3 separate regions of the Mus musculus genome follow, and regions 1 and 3 are each linked to region 2. A link is a contact called in public Hi-C data. All regions are on one chromosome and are shown on one strand. Each heading gives the region's core, a stretch centred on a gene start, on an enhancer-like site or on the middle of the called end of the contact. The rest is flanking DNA. Distances are from core to core; before and after follow the strand shown.

Region 1 (3,909 bases), core at 471-2,970, 770 kb after region 2:
CACCACAGAGCAGAGGTTCTCTACCCTCTTATAGCTCTGGGCTCTGTGCTCAAGGATGTTCCACCCAGTCAGCTCTTGCACTTGTTCAGTAGACATCAATGAGACGCCATCTTCCCTGTGGAATTGAGATGGGCAGTTACTCTAGTTTGGTGCATAGCTGCTGTGTGTGTAGCCGGTTAGTTTTCTCAGCTTGGCACAATCTAAAGTTGCCTGGTGTCTTAGTTGGGGTTACCGTTGCTGTGATGAAACACCGTGACTGAAACCAAGTTGGGGAGGGAAAGGTGTCTTTGGTTTAAGCTTCTGCATTGTAGTCCATCATTGAAGGAAGTCAGAACAGGAACTCAAGCAGGGCAGGAACCTGGAGGCAGGAGCTGATGCAGAGGCCATAGAAGAGTTCAGCTTCCTGGCTTACTCTTCATGACATGCTCAGCCTGCTTTCTTATAGAACCCAGGACCACCAGCCCAGGTGGCCCCACCCACAATAGGCTGGGCCTTTCCCCCCTATCAAGAGCCCTACAGGCTTGCTCCTCCCTGATGGCCCTTGCTTGTGCCAAGTTGACATAAAACTAGCCAGCACATCTGGGAAGAGGGATCCTCAATGGAGAAATTGCTTCCATTATATTAGCCTGTCTTTGGCATTTTCTTGACTAATGATTGATATGCAAGAGAACATTCCACTATGAGAGGTACAATCTGTGGCCTGATGGTGCTAGGTGCTATAGGAAAGCGGGCTGAGCAAGCAAGAGTGGGGAAAGGCGAGGGGGGGGGGACAATGGACTCTATAGTAGTGGTTCTCAACCTGTGGGTCGCGACCCCTTGGGGGTTTGTAGGACCATTTCCCGGGGATCACATATCTGATATCCTGCATATCAGATACTCATGATTCATAACAGTAGAAAAATAATTTCATGGTTGGGGTCACCACAAGATGAGAGACAGTATTAAAGGGTCACAGCATTAGGAAGGTTGAGAGCCACTGCTCTCTGGCCTCTGCTTTGCCACCTCCAGACTGAAGTCCTCACTTCCTATGATGGATGGACTGTGCCGTGGGAGTGTAAGCCAAATAAACCCTTTCTGTCTTCCAAGTTGCTCTTGGTCAGTGTTTTGTCACAGTAACAGAAGGAGAAATTAGAACCACAGCTAACTCTGTAAACTGGTATCCTCTTGTTAACGTTTTAGACAACAGTAGATGGTCAACCTCAGAATCATCACACACACACACACACACACACACACACACACACACACACACACACGCACACACACACACAGAGCATCACAGACTCGCTGAAAGATAACATGGCATGCATATTGGCCTCCTTGACTGACTGAAGCTTGACTCTTGACCACCTCCTAACTTTCCTAGTCTTTCTAGTTTGCCTCTTTATTTTTTCCCTGAACTCACGTGCATGTGTGCGTACGTAGATACGGGTATGTCTTTCTGCTTCCATGGTAACCACGGTTGCTAGTCTGACATGGGGTGAGATAAAATCCAGTGCCCTGGAGGACAGCTTCTTTGAAGGTGAGGAGTTACACACCTATTAACAGGCTTACGAAAACAGTCTGAGCATTCAATTTCCTGTGGGGAGCTCGAAGCACTTTACAAGCATTTCTTGCCACTCACTCAAGCACGCTCGTGAATTCGCAGAGCTGTGGGCACGGAGCTGTCGTCCTGAGTGTGCGAGTGGAGGCTGAGACTGGTAGGGATGAGGCACTTGGTGTTGATGGCAGGCTGAGTCAGCCAGGCTGGGCCTCCTTCCTATGAGGGGCTGTGCTCCTGGGAGGACTTGGCTAGCTGGCTTGTTTGTCTTTCTGTGACTAGGGTCAGAGTGAGTTGGTAAAATGAGCAGAGAAGACAGCACATGCCTGTATTTCTATGACCCTCCCAGCCTTGTTTGTTTCCTGGTGGTTTCTATAGCGAAGCAGTTAGGGAAGTTTTATTTTTATTACATAGCATCATGTGCTGCCTAGGAATAAATGCAGGGGGTTTTCAGGAGTGAACTTTATAAATTCTTGAGTGATGACATTTCCTTTGCCACTCTTTACTGGGTCTCCACTCCCAAGAAACCTTTGATGGGTCCTCTTCCTGTTGTCATCACTGAAGGAGGTCGTAGGACCCCTGAGAACAACCTTTCAGCTTTCTGAGCAACATCTGTACCTTGAATCGCTCCTCACTGACCAGAGCTAGTCATATCTCTTCAGTGGAAAGGGGATAGCGCTCCTCGAGACAGAGAAGGCTGGAGGCAGGAGTGTGAGGCCGCTGGTCACACTACGTCCAGGGTCCTCAAGAGGAGAGTGAAGGATGCCAGGGATGCTGACACTCACCTTGCTTGCTTTCTTCCCTTTCCATTCAGCCCAGGACCCCAGTCTATGCGATGGCACTGCCTGTATCCACTCCCTCCTCAGTTAGACCTCTTGGAAAACATCCTTGCAGGCACACCCTGAGATGTGTACCCTAGGTGATGCTAAAACCAGCCAAGCTGACAAAAATGACCTGTCATACGGTGTCAGACAGATATTCAGATACCATGTGAGGGCTGTTGAGATGGCCCAGCTGGTGAAGGCGCTGGCTGATGCGAGTGTAAGTCCTGGGGTCCACATGGTGAAAAGAAATAACCTGTACAGTCGGGTCTCTGTTCCCACACACCATGGCACTATGCTATGCACACGTACACACACCAACACCCACAACCAAATAAATGAATAAATAAATAAATAATTGTAACAAAAATTTTAAGAAGTAATTGTCACACGATTCATCAATGCTTGTCCCAGCATAGATCTGTGTGGCAAAAATCCTAAGAAATTTGTCTCTGTACCAAACAGTTGGTGTGTGTGTGTGTGTGTGTGTGTGTGTGTGTGTGTGTGTGTGTGTGTGTGTGTGTGTGTTCATGTGTATCTCGGGAGTCTGTTCTCTCTTTGGCCTTGTGGCTCCTGTTCATCGGCCTTGGTTAGCCATTCACTGGCCCACAAACTTTTTTTTTCTCCTCATTATTACCCCAGAAGTACATTTTAACTGCAACTTGCACAGCGTTTACATGGCATGAGATACGGTCTGTAATTCAAAAATTATTTAAGGGCCTTAGAGGGGCCAGCACTCAGTGGGTAGAAGTGCTTACCATGCCAGCCTGAAGACCTGAGTTTGAACCCTGGGTGTGCAAAGAGAAAACTGACTCCAAAAAGTTGTTCTCTTGCTTCCATCTGTGCTATAGCACACAGAGGTCCTCCCTCAGCCTCTGTCTCTGTCTCTGTCTCTGTCTCTGTCTCTGTCTCTCTCTCTCTGACACACACACACACACACACACACAGAGAGAGAGATAAAATAAAAACTAAAGTATCTGAGAGGAGGACCGACCACACAGGATCCATGCAGGCAGGCATGCAGATACAGTCTATTTTGCATAAGTGACCTGAGCAGCTACAGATTTTAGTCCCTGTGCAGGACCTAGGACCTAGAATAATTACTTCAGAGATACCAAGGGGCAACTGTAAAAGTGGTAGCTACTGTGTGACAAGCACTATACTGGGCAGTCTCTTCTCCCTTAATTTCCTAAGCCAACTCTCAAAATTAGTGCTGTTATCATCATCCTTACTTGACAAAGGGCTCAAATGTTCAAGATACTGCAGGAGTTGATCTTGACCACGAGCTGGAAAGTGCTGGGGCTACGATTGGAGCTTGCAGGCAGCCATTTTGCCTCCAGCAGAGGAAAGATTCACTTAAGTACAATACTTCTGGACCTTTTCAAAATCAGTCTTTTGATGTTGTTTTTGTTTCGGTGTTTAAGCTTTTGTTTTACATTTAATTAATCATGTGTCTGTGTGTGTGTGGTTTTGTGTCTTTGGACACCAGAAAAGGGCATTGGATCCCCTGAAGTTGGAGTTAGGGTTGTTGTGAGCTGCCTGACATGG
Region 2 (3,831 bases), core at 1,298-3,797:
AGGACTGTTGAAATGGGACAGCATTAGGGAAACCCAGCAGAAGACCTTGAGAAGCACCACAGGAAGGCTACTGGGGAAAATCTCAAACACTGCCCAGAAGTATAAATGATCTCCATGTAGCAAAACAGCATAGTCATTGTGAAGTCATCAATGGAAACTTAAATTATATTGATTAGCCTTGATTTCAGGAGCCCAAGAGCTCTATCTTACCTTTATAAAATTTCCATTAAAAGACTTCCTATAATCAGGAACAAAAAAAAGGAGGCTTGGGACTTGAAAACACTAAGCTTCAGCAATTTAGTAAAATTATTTTTTTAAGGGTTATTGAATGACTACTATGTGCCAAGTGTTCTGTGCAGCATCATTTAATCTGGAGAGTATAGCCTAGAGCATTATTGCCTCCGTATTTTCTCAGGTTAGAAAAATGGAGTTCAAACAGAGTGGGTTACATTTACATTTGACTTGCAGGTGGGATCCCATTTCCAGCCCACACTGTACAAATCTCAGAGGCAGTGGGCCCCCGGATGTCGACCCACCTTGGACCACTTCCTTTCCCTCAGTACTGACTCAAATGTGAAGGACTTTGATTGTGAAGATCATAGCATTAACTCGCAGGACAGAGTGGCTCAGAATCAAGAATTTCTTCCTTAGGCTGGGCAGGTGGTTTGGTGTGTAAAGTACTTGCAGTACCGATAACTCACACAAGGCTGGGAGTGGCAGTGGGGGTCTGTAATTCCAGCATTCCTTTGTTGGGATAAAAGGTGGACCCAGGGGAACCCCTGGAAAATCTCAGGCCAGCTATCCTGACATATATAGCAGGGAACAAGAGACTATGCCTCAAGCAAGGTGGTGAGAGCTGACAACCAAGAATATTCTCTGATCTCTGTGTGTATGTGCCCACACTCAGTAAATGAACACACCCCCACACATGCACAAACATATACTCACACAAATGAACACAGGTGCACACACATACAAATAAATATACATACATACACAAATAAAGACGCACTGCACACATATGTGCACTAGCCTCTGCTCGACCATGAGAAACCCAGAGGGAGCCTGAGGGCAACATCCAATAAATGTGTTTTAAAGACATCTACATTGATCCCAGGGGACACCACTTTGTATCTAGGTTCACTTTGCTATGATGCTCTGGGCCCCTTTCTTTTCACACAAGAAAGGATGATGTTTCTTTCTTACTCTGGCTGTATGCTCCCAAGTTCTTTATCTCATACATGGAAAAGCATACCCAATCACTCCACACCTGAGAATCTTGTGATGAAAGAGTGTTGCCTGTGCCCTGGACTACTGGCTGCTGACCCTCCCCGTCCTTGGGGTTGGAGGTGAGGTGGCACAGAGTAAATGACACAGACTCTGGGAGCAGGTAAGAAGTGCAGTGGCAAACTCGTCTGAGCACGGCTGCAAGCTCCTTTAATACCCTCCACCTATGCTCCACTGGTTCCAAGAGAGCAGTTTTTCTAAACAACAGTTCCTGATTGGCTGGCATTGTCTACTTCAAAAATCCTTGGTCTCTCAGACAGTCTTCAATTAAATCCTCCTATAAGAGATGCCTTTATGGCTACGTGGTCCCGGCATTTGGCATTTACATAGAGGTGGCCGATGCAATTCCTCCTATAGAGGAGGAGGCAAACATTCTGTTCTAGAGTCTGTTGGCACTCAGAAAGGTCAGAGGAACATTGAAAATATTGTCGTTGGACATGTGTTAAGACAAAAGCAAGACCTTGACCTCTGTCTTGATTTACAGATGTTCTCCAGGGCCACCGTTCATTTTTGACAGGTTAGATAAGTTTGGACTTGTTCAAAGCATACACACTGCCGGAGAGCAGACCAGAAGGAAACAGAGGTGGGGGAGTGCTGCTGGGGAAGAAACGGGCTGAACCAACCTGGGCCAGTTTTCTGCATTTTAGATGCCATTTGCACTTGGTTTAATTGATAACATAGGCAGTGGGTGTCTGCACCCTTTTTTCTATACTGAGGCTTGTTCAAGGTTCTGGACGATGCAAATGCTACCCAGCATGCACTTTGATTGGCCTCAGGAGGAGTGGGGCATCCGCAAAAAGATCCCTTTAATTTGCAGTCTTAGACTTCTTACTCTTCTAGCAACACAAAGTGAATCACCCAAGAGGCTGGCAAAGCACGCGGAAGGAACAAAGATCAGCATTAAAGAGGACGCTGGCTGGAGCTATCAGGAATTTAGGTGTGCCTTTAGGACCTAAAGGATCTTTTGTGATTGAGACCAAGGTAGTGAAGTTAAGGAAAGAACACATTCTTCCATCCCAAGTTCCAATTTAATTCGATGACCTTCTGGACACAGATTATTCACCCCTGAAAACTCAAAAGCATATGGGAGGATATTCCTCTGAGATGCGCCCCAATCCCTCCCCCCACGCACATACACGCACACTTGGTGTGCTCACTCACCCACAAGTTTAAAAATAGGAGCCATGGTGTTGCCATGACTCCCGGTGCTACTCAGTGCTGCCTCTTCCCTCTGATGCGATTTCCCTTCAGAGCAGATTTAGGCGAGAATCTGGCTCAGAGCGGCCTCTAGCGGCGGCACAATCCTTAGGGAAGCGTTTCCTTCCCCGGTTCTGCCCAGTCCCCAAACTAACCCGCAAGGGGCAAGTGGAATACTGGGATGTTTTGAGTGGACTCTAGGGGATCAGCTTTTAGCAGATCTGTCCTCGTAGTCATGATAATGGGCCGATGCCTACTGTATGCTACAAAGTGGGAAGGGGCAGTTGGCGGGGGATTTGCAACCCACAACTCTTAGTAGGATAATGTGGGGTGCTGGTGGTTGAGGGAGCGGTGGCATTACTGTACACTAAGCAAGGGAGATTTGCTGTGATCAGCAGCTAGCGTTCTTAGTTTTCCAGCTAGAGGAGTCTTTCAAAATGTTATCACCTGGTAATGAGTCAACAGCCTCGGGGAAGTGTTGACAAGCTGGCTTCCTTGCCTGCTGTCTTTGCCGTTTTCCCCTCCCTGTGTTTTGAATCCTCAGTTTCTTGTTGCCAATTGCATGGAAGAGTTCAGGAAAACTGATGAGAGTCTGTCCAGAACCCGGGCCTGACCTAACGCAAATTCTAACTCCGAAGGACCAGAAAGGGGTACAGGCTCAGTCAGAAACGATGTGTATCAGGGCTTGGAGGTTGATTCCAGCAGCCAGGGGCTTAGAACCACTCTGCTGTCATTTGTGTGGCCCAGATGAACAGAACAGGGTAGAATGACATTTTAAATGGATTTTAAACCTGGTGTTCATGAAAGAATCCCTTCCTTTGCTTCCCTCCTGAAGGTCAATCCAAAAACTGTAATTGTTGCTGGTGTTGGGAACCTCAAATTCTGGAAAGGGTACAAGCTGTGAACATTTATCGCATGAGAAGAAATCCTGATTCTCTCGTGCATCCCGTTCCTTCAGCTGACATTTGTGGGTCTATTTTATGCAGAGAGATGAGTTTCTATCAGCATGGTTGGCAACAGAAGCATCGGAATGGGTTGGCTTTAAGGAGTCTTTAGTTCAACCCATATACAGAGAAAAGACACTGAACTTTAAAGCTTCCAGTACCATGTGTGCCCTGGCCCCGATGAGAAATTGATGCATTGCTAAATTTTTGGAGCACACAGTGGGCTTTAAAATGAAAGTTTTTTCGTGCTGAAAAAAAAAAAAGATGTTCTTTGTATTTCTACGCTGTTATTATATTTAATGGAATTGTAGACTGAAATGCAAGAAAGAGAAAATAGTATTTAGAGTGAGGAGCAGTGGGTGAGTACCACAGTGCAGAGAGTGAGATGTCCACCTTCTACCTC
Region 3 (3,900 bases), core at 625-3,124, 820 kb after region 2:
TCTTTGACCAAATGCTCCCTTTAAAAACAGTTGTAGAATTGATCAGGGATTGACAGCAGAGAGAGCCAAGAACCAGCGATACAATCCTTACTGTATCTGCTCCATCGTGCTTCCCTGAGTTTCCTGTTAAATGAAGGCTGCAGAGACACCAACCAGACAGTCTCTGCGACCTCCTTAAACCACAGAGTTTTAGGTCCAGAGATGTTCCTCTCCAAGGAATGGGCAACTCTGTAGGTATTTGGGGAGTTGCAGGGTCAGGCACCAGTGACTTGCTACCCAAACCCAGCCATCTATGGAACATCAGCAGAATCCAGGGAGGCCAAAGCATTATCTGCCCTGAAGACAAAGGGTTCTAGAGCCAGACATGCAGATGCAGGCCTGTAAGGGATACCTGGGAGGCCGGAACAGGAGTCCTGAGAGTGAAAGGCCAGCCTGGGATATGTAGTACCAGGCTAGCCTGGGATACAGCATCAAACCCTGCCTCACACCTGGCTCAGTAAGTAAGTATGCTTGCTATGCAAGCATGAGAACTTATGTTCAAATACCCAAGACCCAAGTAAAACATTGTGGTTACACATGTACCTGTAGCCTCTGCCTTGTCAGGGAAGATCGCCAGGGCTTGCTAGCCTAGCTCTAGCTACAGTGAGAGACCCTGTCTCCAAGAAATAAGGCAGAGGGTGATAGAACAGAAACACTCAGTGTCTCCTTCTGACCTCCATACATGCATATAGGTAGAGGTTCACACACACACACACACACACACATTCCAAAAGCAAGCCAGACATGGTGCTATATACACCTGTGGTCCTACTTCTTGGGAGGCGGAGGTAGAAGGACCTTGCCTACAAAGTGACTTTGAGGCTAACACAAGCTATATAAGATCCTGTCAGAGAGAGGGGGGGGGGGCTCAAGAGCTAAGAACACTGGCTATTCTCACAGAAGACCTGAGTTCCGTTCCCAGCATTCACAAGGCAGCTTACAACTGGTTGTAATTCACCCCTAAAGGACCGGTCCCTTTCTTTCCCTGAGGGCATACATGTGATACACGTACACAGATAAAAGCACGCATATAATAAAACCTTTCATGTAAAAGAAGGAAAAGAAAAGGAAACAGGCAATAGCTCAGCAGGGAGAGATGCAAGTCTGGGCCTGACTTCAGTCTCTAGAACCTGTGTGGTGGGAAGAGAGAAGTGACCTCTACACACATGCACAGGAACCCACACATAATTAATTAATTAGTTAATTAATTGATTGATTAATTAATTGATTGATTAATTAATTAGTTAAAATGTTTAACACACAAAGACAGCAACCTACAAGCTAAAGTCCAGATTCCCCGGTGCTCAGAGGTAAACAGTTAGGATTTTCTGAAGCAACGCTCCATTTGAGGCTGAGGCTGGGATATCAGTGACCATGCAAAACCCTGGCAGCAACAAAAGAAAGTAGTCAGGAAATCAAAAAAGCCCAACAGGGCATTCAGTGCTCAGCAACAGTAAGCCCAGAACGGAAGGAAACACGGAGCGAGTGGGAGGGCGGAGGGGGCTCCTGGATCTCCAGGGCCAGCTTGTACTTCTGGTTTTGACCGAGAGCCAATGTTCTCACCACATAAATACCAGATGACATTCATAAGATCAGTCCGTGAGACGTTACATGTAATGATGCCAGGTTGCGTGCAAACGGGCTGGGAAACCTTGGAGAAGTTCACACACAAAAAAAATAAGGGCAAAGGAGACGGGAAGTGGCTTTAAAGGTTAGGGGAAGGGGCAGCTCTGAGGCACGCCTCCCTCGGTCCTGCTCACAATCTTGTGCCCTCAACCAGAATGGGGCCTTAAGCCAGGAGATGCTGTATTTAGGCTCCCCAGGGTTGAACGCTGAGGTCTTCCTGCCATCTAGTGGAGAAGCCGGGTATGGCAACTTTGGTTCGGAAAGGTGGGACCCTAAGTCTATTTCACACGTGATTAAAAAAAAGAGAGAAGGCTGCTGGGCTTGCGCATTGATTCATCATTAACCGTTTAGTTCAAAGAGTGGCACTTTGCCTCCAGACATCAATCAACTGACACTGGCCAAGGGCCAGCCTGGACTGAGTCTTCGCATTCTACTTTCCTATGGGCGGAGATGAGATTGAAGTCCTCTTCCGTATAGTAATTCTCAAACGTGGAACTTCTAGCCCTTGACGCAAAGAGCTTATAAATGAACAGAAGTGACAACGGGCCATGGGAAAGACCAGCACTTTGCAGAGGCAGTCTTCTGTTACCAGAAAGGGCACGCACTCAGAATGTTGTGACCATCTTTCCACTTGGGGGACCATTTAATCTCTTGGCCAAAGCTCTCCAGAGACAGAGATGGTGCCATTCCCAGGTCCTCCTCGGTGTCTCAACAGCCATAGGTATAGAAACCCTGGCAACGGGCTGGTGAGATGGCTCAGTGGGTTAGAGCACCCGACTGCTCTTCCGAAGGTCCAGAGTTCAAATCCCAGCAACCACATGGTGGCTCACAACCATCCGTAACGAGATCTGACTCCCTCTTCTGGTGTGTCTGAAGACAGCTACAGTGTACTTACATATAATAAATAAATAAATCTTAAAAAAAAAAGAAAAAAAAAAAAAGAAAGAAACCCTGGCAAGGCTCCTCCCTTAACGACAAGATGGGCCCAGAACATTCTATGCCCTTCAGGGGAGGTGGGAGCAGAATGGCCATACCAGCCTCAGCTTCATAGGGTTGGAGGCCACCCTAGGCTCCATGAGACTTTGTCTCAAGAGACATACCTTTAGTCCCAGAGTTCAGGAGACAGAGGCAAGCATATCCCCTTGAGTTTGAGGCCCCCATACAGAGCTAAACACTATCCCCAAAAAGGAGGAGCAGGTAGCAGGTCTTCAGTCTCCTTATCCAGAGGTAATCTGATACCTTCCAGTGAAGAACGAAGAACGGAAGACCTAAGAGCCCGGAAGTTGCTAGTCACGATGACCTTAATTCCCAGTTAGCAGACTGAGGCAGGATGGCCACAAGCCAACGTGGGCTACATGGTGAATTCCAAGTCATCTTGGGCCAGAGAGAGAGAGGAATACACAAGCCTTGCAGGGTCTGTCTCTCTGTCTCTGTCTGTCTCTCTCTGTCTCTGTCTCTGTCTCTGTCTCTCTCTCTCTCTCACACACACACACACACACATACACACACACATCTATCTGCAGTCCTGCTAGGCACACCAACTCCATACAAACTCAGACACAATCCAAAACGCTTCAGGAGGCTACGTGCTTGGCCTGCCCTGGTGGATGGTGCACATAGAGTCATAAGGTCAGAAGCTTCTCCCATGGCTAGCCTGTAGATCTCATCTGTATCCTTTGCAGCAGCCTTTATAACAAATGCAGAGACATTTCCCCGACTCCTGGGAGTCAGTCCTGACAGGAAAGGGTGAGAACACCCAGTTTATAGCAGAGAAATTAGAAACACAGATCTAGCACCCAGGGACCAGACTGATAAACAAGTGATGGTGATCCGTTTGGAATTCTGGGCTCTCTCAATCCATGGGATGTGATATTGTCTCCAGGTAGATGGTGTAAGATTTGAGTTAAATCACAGGTCACTTCCCGGGCTTCCACTGTGATACTGCTGGCTTGATGGTGCAGAGGAAGATCCACACCTTTTGAATTCAGAGCTCCATTGTGTTGATTTTTGTGTTGTGAGATTAAAACATGAATATACATTTAGTGAGGAGTCATGGCACAGGGTCCTTACACTGTAGCCTAAGCTGGGTCTTAAAATCATGGTAGTCTCCCTACCTCAGCCTCCAGAGCATTAGAAAAGTGAGAGCCACCATGCCTGGCTAGGAACATCATGTGTTTAAATACTTGGCCATAGGGAGTGGCACTATTAGGAGGTGTGGCCCTGTTGCAGTAAGCA

The links. A called contact is a pair of places that touch in the nucleus more often than the background predicts.
Region 1: a Hi-C map of cerebral cortex shows a contact between it and region 2, with 4 times the contacts expected there. The contact joins two enhancer-like sites. A contact is called at or near these places in 1 of 39 promoter capture datasets (hippocampal neurons) and 2 of 484 Hi-C or Micro-C datasets (cerebral cortex and cortical neurons).
Region 3: a Hi-C map of cortical neurons shows a contact between it and region 2, with 2.7 times the contacts expected there. The contact joins two enhancer-like sites. A contact is called at or near these places in 3 of 484 Hi-C or Micro-C datasets (cortical neurons and palatal mesenchyme) and 1 of 115 datasets of contacts at active chromatin or transcription factors (astrocytes).

The regions. Positions count from the first base shown.
Region 1 is chr6:135,139,487-135,143,395 of GRCm38.p6, reverse strand. All of the region lies in intron 3 of Hebp1 (heme binding protein 1), which reads left to right. Among named protein-coding and RNA genes, the nearest start is that of Gm22881, 7.2 kb to the left of the region's middle. RefSeq lists an enhancer at 1,286-1,849. Within about 2 kb of position 1,720, at least 51 of the 459 cell types and tissues checked have an H3K27ac peak or open chromatin away from gene starts, as enhancers often do. A contact at or near this core is called in cerebral cortex and cortical neurons, where this site is marked.
Region 2 is chr6:135,906,442-135,910,272 of GRCm38.p6, reverse strand. The region is part of intron 5 of Grin2b (glutamate receptor, ionotropic, NMDA2B (epsilon 2)); the gene reads left to right. Among named protein-coding and RNA genes, the nearest start is that of Gm14330, 56 kb to the right of the region's middle. Within about 2 kb of position 2,547, at least 37 of the 459 cell types and tissues checked have an H3K27ac peak or open chromatin away from gene starts, as enhancers often do. A contact at or near this core is called in cerebral cortex and cortical neurons, where this site is marked.
Region 3 is chr6:135,085,910-135,089,809 of GRCm38.p6, reverse strand. No RefSeq gene overlaps it. Among named protein-coding and RNA genes, the nearest start is that of Gprc5a, 22 kb to the right of the region's middle. Within about 2 kb of position 1,874, at least 108 of the 459 cell types and tissues checked have an H3K27ac peak or open chromatin away from gene starts, as enhancers often do. A contact at or near this core is called in cortical neurons, where this site is marked.